Linked DNA regions of Mus musculus: region 1 is linked to region 2. The links are chromatin contacts, called in public Hi-C maps. All regions are on one chromosome and are shown on one strand. The core of a region is the stretch at or near the end of the contact, and the rest is flanking DNA. Distances in the headings are between cores, read along the strand shown. Region 1 overlaps Adcy2 (adenylate cyclase 2). Region 2 overlaps Adcy2 (adenylate cyclase 2).

Region 1 (2,904 bases), core at 123-2,622, 190 kb before region 2:
AACCCTTTGGTCTTCACTATCTTAAGATATTCTGAGCACAGGACAAATAGTCTTCCCCAGAGAAGAGCACAAGGATTGGTTATCCAGTACCAAATGGTCCAGTCCTGAAAACATATATACATATAGCATTATACAGACGGGGCAGGTTGTATTTATGTATTTAGGGGCATATATGCATATACATATATGTATGTAACAATAATTCATGGGAAAAAATAGGTCATGAATTGGAAAGAGAACAAGGAGGGGTGTATTGGAGGGTTTGAAGAGAGAAAAGGGAAGAGAGAAACAGTGTGATTATAGAACAGTCTCATAAAGTTAAAATAAATACTGGTAAATAGAGAAGATGCACATCAGGTACCAGGCGGGTACACCCACACTGAACTCAATCCAGATCCCCCATCGGAGCTTGCAACCCATAATTATATAAAATGCTCCTTGAAGGAGGGGTGTATTTTTTTTTGATTGTCTAGCTCTTTGGTTTCATTTGGTCTGGTTTGGACTCTGATGGAGTTGAAGCCAGCACCTCCCACATAGTAGCCAAGTAGTGAACGTGGTGTATCCACGGCCACCTTTGGATATATTTTTAGAGTGTACCAAGTGGTCATTTCTTGAATGTCTTCTTCATTTCATCGCCTTTATTTCTCATCCTTCAGCCCTTCGGGCACTGAGCCAATTCACAGTGTCCCTTTTGTGCTTCTCTCTATAACTACCTTCATAAGGTCCCTTTTAGTTGGTCTTATGATACAATGGTAGACATCTACCATATAAATCTATCTTGGTATTTCTGCCTCTAGATGAAGGGTGACTTTTTTTATTGTTCTGAATTTCTTTTCTTATTGGTTTGCCAGACTATTTAAGGTACACCATATACATTGCTTTTATATGTGGTCTCAACTTGTTCATTTAATTTACAAACACTCTCAGAAAAGCTGCATGGAGCTCCCGCTATGACACAGGCAAGGCTGTTTGCTGAGTCACCTGGGCTTCCCAAATATGAGTCAGCCTTAAATTTGGCTGGGAGAAAGAGAAAGCCAAAATACAGAAGCTTGAACAAATGGGAATCAGTTGCTTTGCATAAAAACATTCAGAAGAATGGATCCTGCCCATGGTCCAATGTGTTAGTGATGTTGGGGTTGGTTCCTCCAGGGGTCTACTCGCTTTCCACACAGTTGTGAGAGACTACTGCAGATCCAACCACTTCATCTGGTAAAATACCAAGCAGAGGGAGCAGGAAGTTAGATGCATCCCAAGAACTGCACCTGCTGTTCTTTCTCGGTAAATTAAGTTTCAAGAGAACCCTTCCTCCCACATACCACTCATCTGGCTTCTTGCCACATCCAATCACAGGAGAGCCTGAGGAGACAGACATATGGTGTTTTACCCTGCCTTGTCTTTGTGTGTATGTGTTGGGGGTAGTGCAAGCACCCACAGACACAGGGGTAGGAAAGTCTTGACTAACAGACCAGACCAGCTGTTTCTAGATCTTAGTGCACGGGGTCTCATCTGCTGCAATGAAAATAGCTATTAGCTTAGTAGGCAGTCATTAACTCTAAAGTAGATAAGCCATGGAACTGGAGTTTCTCCCCATTTAAATACAGGGGTGAGCTTTCTGGAATGCAATGCTGTGGGCACAGAACCCCACTGCTGTCATCCTAAGACTGCGGTCAACCTTAGAGAGAGAGCTGTTAATTAGATGGGGAGACACGTTATTTTGGAGGGGATGCTAGCAGATGTTTTGATGCCAGATTTGATGCAGCATGAAGGAAACCTCTTGCTGAGGGCCTGGGTGGGATACAGACACTGGCCTGTGCCTCCCTTGGAGGGGAGACTCACTCGATGTTCTCAGTATGTTCCTTTGGGTCTCCAACCAATGGAATGTGGTAGTGGAAATGGAGCAGAAACACGAAAAATTATACAAACAATATTTCATCTCTGTTATTAGTACAAAAATTGGTTTATGAAAACAAATTATTTATGAAAGACAATTTGATATTTAAATGTGGACTTGGCTCATGATCGTATACATGGAGCACTGGTTGTAAGCTGGGTTCTTTCTGGGTACATTCTTGCAGGCTCTGGAGTACGGTCCTTCTTACTGATTTTAAATTTATTACAGTTGCTCACCCAGACTAGCCAGTTCAGAACACTGGGATGCTGCAACAGAAGAACACAGGAGTGATAGATAATTTCAGATGGCTGGCATAGTATCCAGTTTTAATGTGATAGTCTCTGTTTCCTTAGAAAACTATTGTATATTGGCTCTGTGCCTAGAGGCACAATTTATCTGTACACAGAAGTATATAGCTCATCATCTGAGAGGGCACATTTCAAAGCATCCTTTCGTAGGTCATAAGGAAACAAGTCCTCCCAGGAATCTAGGCCTTAGCGTTATACTCTGTTTACTGACTTCCTTCCCTAGACACCGAGTCTACCCATTGCCATGGTCCTCTGAAATGCCCCCTACACAGCATAGTGACATGAGAGAGCTGGCCTTGGCTCACTCTTATCAAACCCATTCTGCCTTTCCCCTCCTTCCTGGAGGTGCCTAATCCTTTTCACAGGTGCTCTCTTCTCTCAACAGTCAATACAGAACACCCCATTCCCCCAAGTGAGTGGAAGGATATCGTTTCTTCTGCTTAAAGCATTCATCCAGGCCTCACATTTCATGTTTGGATAATGAAGCACTGTGTGTCCTCATTAGCATTCTCCATTATTCCATCCATGATGAAAACTTCTCAGCTCTTCTCTCCACACGGACTGTTGCTCGGCTCTGAAAGTGCTAAAGCTGACTCCTCTGCTTTGTACCTGACGTTACGTTTCTCCATTGGTCCTGCACAGCATAGTCCCATGGAGATAATTATGTTAAAGATCAATTAACTGAACCTCCTGGAGTGGATTCCA
Region 2 (3,249 bases), core at 553-3,052:
TTGGTATCTTGGCTCATTTAATTCCTAGTTCCACTCACATGCTGAGCTATGTACTGTGTCTACAGCAGGGAATATATCAATCGCCCAGTGCCCACACACTGTGGAACAGCACTGCATTAGGGACAAGAGGTGTGCTGTGGTCATCACAGCTGTGTGGTCACAATTATGACAAAATAATAAAACAGGGAATGTTTTGAACCATGATGAAAAGCGAGTTCACAGACCAGAAAGGGAAGTTTATACAAGATTGCTTTTGAACACTGTGGGAAGTATCTCTACCTAGGCATATCTTCTCTACCTATCCTAGCTGTTAGAGAAATGTCACATCTGTTGTATATTCAAGGTCCACTGGAGGGGGTACCCCAACAGCCACACACAGTGATCCCATTCATCGGGAATAATTATCTCTAGTCGTTGCTTGAACTCTCTTATGGCAATTAGAGACTGGGGGGATGACAGTAGGCAGATATGAAGTAGACACTTAGAGACAGAGAGCTTAACTGTGTGTTCATGTATTTGACCATATGCTAGAAATGCCCTTGGTCCTGTCTTGGCTAAGACCAGCTATACTGGAGGGTTGGGATGTTACAGTACCTTTGTTCTGTAGAAGCTTTGGACCTGCACTTTCTCTTTCCCAAGCAATGCTAGAAATATAAATGTCACTCAAATTGTGATATGCAAAGGAATTTGTTTTAAATTCCGTCTCTAGCCTTGTGTGGAGACCTGGCATCAGAAGCCACCCAAAAGGAGGTGGGAGAGATTGTCAGTCCTTGATGAGGCCATAGGGTGTTGCCTTCCCAGAAGGCTCTCTGAGTAGAGGCTTGCAACCACTTGCAGAGAGCACAAGGATGCTGGCCTGCCTGCTTTGCTCCGTACCTTTTAGTTTTTCTTTTCTTATTTGTCTTTTTGAATATTTGTCTTTGGTGAGTATGGGCAGTGCCCACAGGACAGAGGCAATAAAGGTAGTATGAAATCACTAAGGGGATAGATGGAAGAAGCTAGGTGTGGACATGGCCAAACAGTGGCCCACAAAGGACAAAGGCAGTCTCTTGTAGATTTTGGAAGAAAATGAATGACATAGAACGGCATAGAAGGGAATGTGGGAGGCCGTTGGCCATCCATATATTTGAAATAAGAAATACCATACAGCAAAGGGTATAAAGTCTGTCTCTTAATTCATTTTTATTTTTAATTATGTACATAAGTATATGTGTTACCAGTCACTGTGCAACATGTCAGTGTCTCCTGTGTGACTCTTCAGGACTTCTGTACTAACACTCCATGTGATCCAGTACATCTCAGACAGAGCATCTCAAACAGGGGGAGCATCACAGACAGGGGGAGCATCTCAGGCAGGTGGAGCACCTCAGACAGGTGAAGCATCTCAGGCAGGTGGAGCATCTCAGACAGGTGGAGCACCTCAGACAGGTGGAGCACCTCAGACAGGTGGAGCATCTCAGACAGGTGGAGCATCTCAGACAGGTGGAGCATCTCAGACAGGTGGAGCACCTCCACAGACTGCCTGAGGAGGAACTAGGACAGATCTCTGTGGAGACCGAGAAGGTTTGCAAGCTGCTGCCTGTCCTGACTCAGAACCTGGTGTGAGCACAGAGTAGGCTTCCTTTCTCCTAGGATGCAGCCTGCTCTCGCTCCAAATGTGACAGAAATGCCATCTTTTTATGATTGAAAATTCCATAAACCATTCTCTTCCAGCTTCACATTCCCTTCTCTTTTAAACCCCACAGAGTCCACCTCATGCCGCTAGTATGTGCATGAGTATAAGGCCATCTACTGGTGGTCAGGTATACGGCTCCCCTCAGGAAACTGGCTCTCCTCCCCCTAGCAGCTCCTCAGCTAGCTAGGGATGAACACCCTAGTTTCCTCTTCCATTCTGAACGCGGTGTGGCTTCCCTACACAGATACTGTACATGCAGACACAGCACAGTCACATTCTTGTATGAAGCTGCCCTCTTGTGTCCATTGAACGCTTTCACTCTGCTTAGCCACTGCCCCTGGCCAGCACAATCTTTCCATCCACTCTTCTGTGAAGATCCCTCAGCCTCAGGGGCAAAAGGTGTGGTAGAGAAAGACTGTATAGAGCTGAGCAGTTCACGATCTCCTATTCTCTGCATGCTGGCCAGTTTCCAGTCTCTGTTAATTGTCACCGAGTGAAAAAGAAGCTTTTCTGATTAACATTGAGAGATCCATTAACTCATAGGTAGACCCATAAGAGCTTAGGGAGCAATGTATACCACATCCATTCAGCAGACTGGTGGTATTAATGTGTCCCATTGGGCTATGACCTTTCCAGCCACAAGTATTTGACTCAGTTTAGTGACCTTTCCAGCCACAGGTATTTGACTCAGTTTAGTGTGGATTCAGTCTTGTGGTTTATGTACTTGTAGGAGACTCTTGCTAGGCCAGTCATTGCTGCCTGCAGGTTCATCAGGAAGTACGATTGTTGGCTGTTTTCCTCCACTAGTATCAGGCCTAGAATCTTCCAATATGATGAACCCTAATCAGAAGGGATGAAGCTTCCAGGTCTGTACCAAATATTCCCCCATGCCCTGTGACTCAAGTATATGGTGTTTTCAATAACAGGATGTCACCATCGGGTTCTGTGAGGTAACCAAGAGCAGTGGCAGTAGCCTGTAATGTTTTTCTCCAGGACCCAACTGGCCACCAACTCAAAAAGAGGTAACCATACCTGACACAGGCTTTTACTTGATAGCCTATGGTGTCCGAGAGAGGTATTGCCGCCACCCCACCCTGACCCCCACATTATAGGATAACTCATTTAAACTCCAAAACATGTATACACTTTAGGAAGTTTCTACAGTAGTGTGTCTCCGTAAGGTTTTCCAAGGTATTTAATGTTAGTTATCCCTTCCCCATAAGCCATGGGTGTTTTAACCTTGAACATTACTTGGCAATTTTTGCTCTTTTCAGGGTTTTTTTTTTTATACCAGCAGTAAATTAAGCATTATTGATGCTAATATTCTCTGGTACATCTTTTTCTATTAATTTCCCAGGAATGGGATTTTTCTATTTTTTTATTGGATATTTTATTTATTTACATTTGAAATGTTATCCCCTTTTCCAGTTTCCCCTCCGGAAATCCCCATCACATACCCCCTCCCCTGCTTTTATGAGGGTGCCTCCCCACCCACACACCCACTCCCATCTTCCCGCCCTGGAATTCCCCTACACTGGGGCATCAAGTCTTCACAGGACTAAGGGTCTCTCTTC

The links. Hi-C and Micro-C count contacts between places; a contact is called where the count stands out from the background.
Region 1: a contact with region 2 is called in a Hi-C map of ventral hippocampal neurons, with 1.4 times the contacts expected there. The contact joins two enhancer-like sites. A contact is called at or near these places in 2 of 484 Hi-C or Micro-C datasets (embryonic stem cells and ventral hippocampal neurons).

What each region holds. Positions count from the first base shown.
Region 1 is chr13:68,814,364-68,817,267 of GRCm38.p6, reverse strand. The region is part of intron 3 of Adcy2 (adenylate cyclase 2); the gene reads left to right. Among named protein-coding and RNA genes, the nearest start is that of Adcy2, 180 kb to the left of the region's middle. Within about 2 kb of position 1,372, at least 14 of the 459 cell types and tissues checked have an H3K27ac peak or open chromatin away from gene starts, as enhancers often do. A contact at or near this core is called in ventral hippocampal neurons, where this site is marked.
Region 2 is chr13:68,621,669-68,624,917 of GRCm38.p6, reverse strand. The region is part of intron 24 of Adcy2 (adenylate cyclase 2); the gene reads left to right. Among named protein-coding and RNA genes, the nearest start is that of Gm34903, 20 kb to the right of the region's middle. Within about 2 kb of position 1,802, at least 14 of the 459 cell types and tissues checked have an H3K27ac peak or open chromatin away from gene starts, as enhancers often do. A contact at or near this core is called in ventral hippocampal neurons, where this site is marked.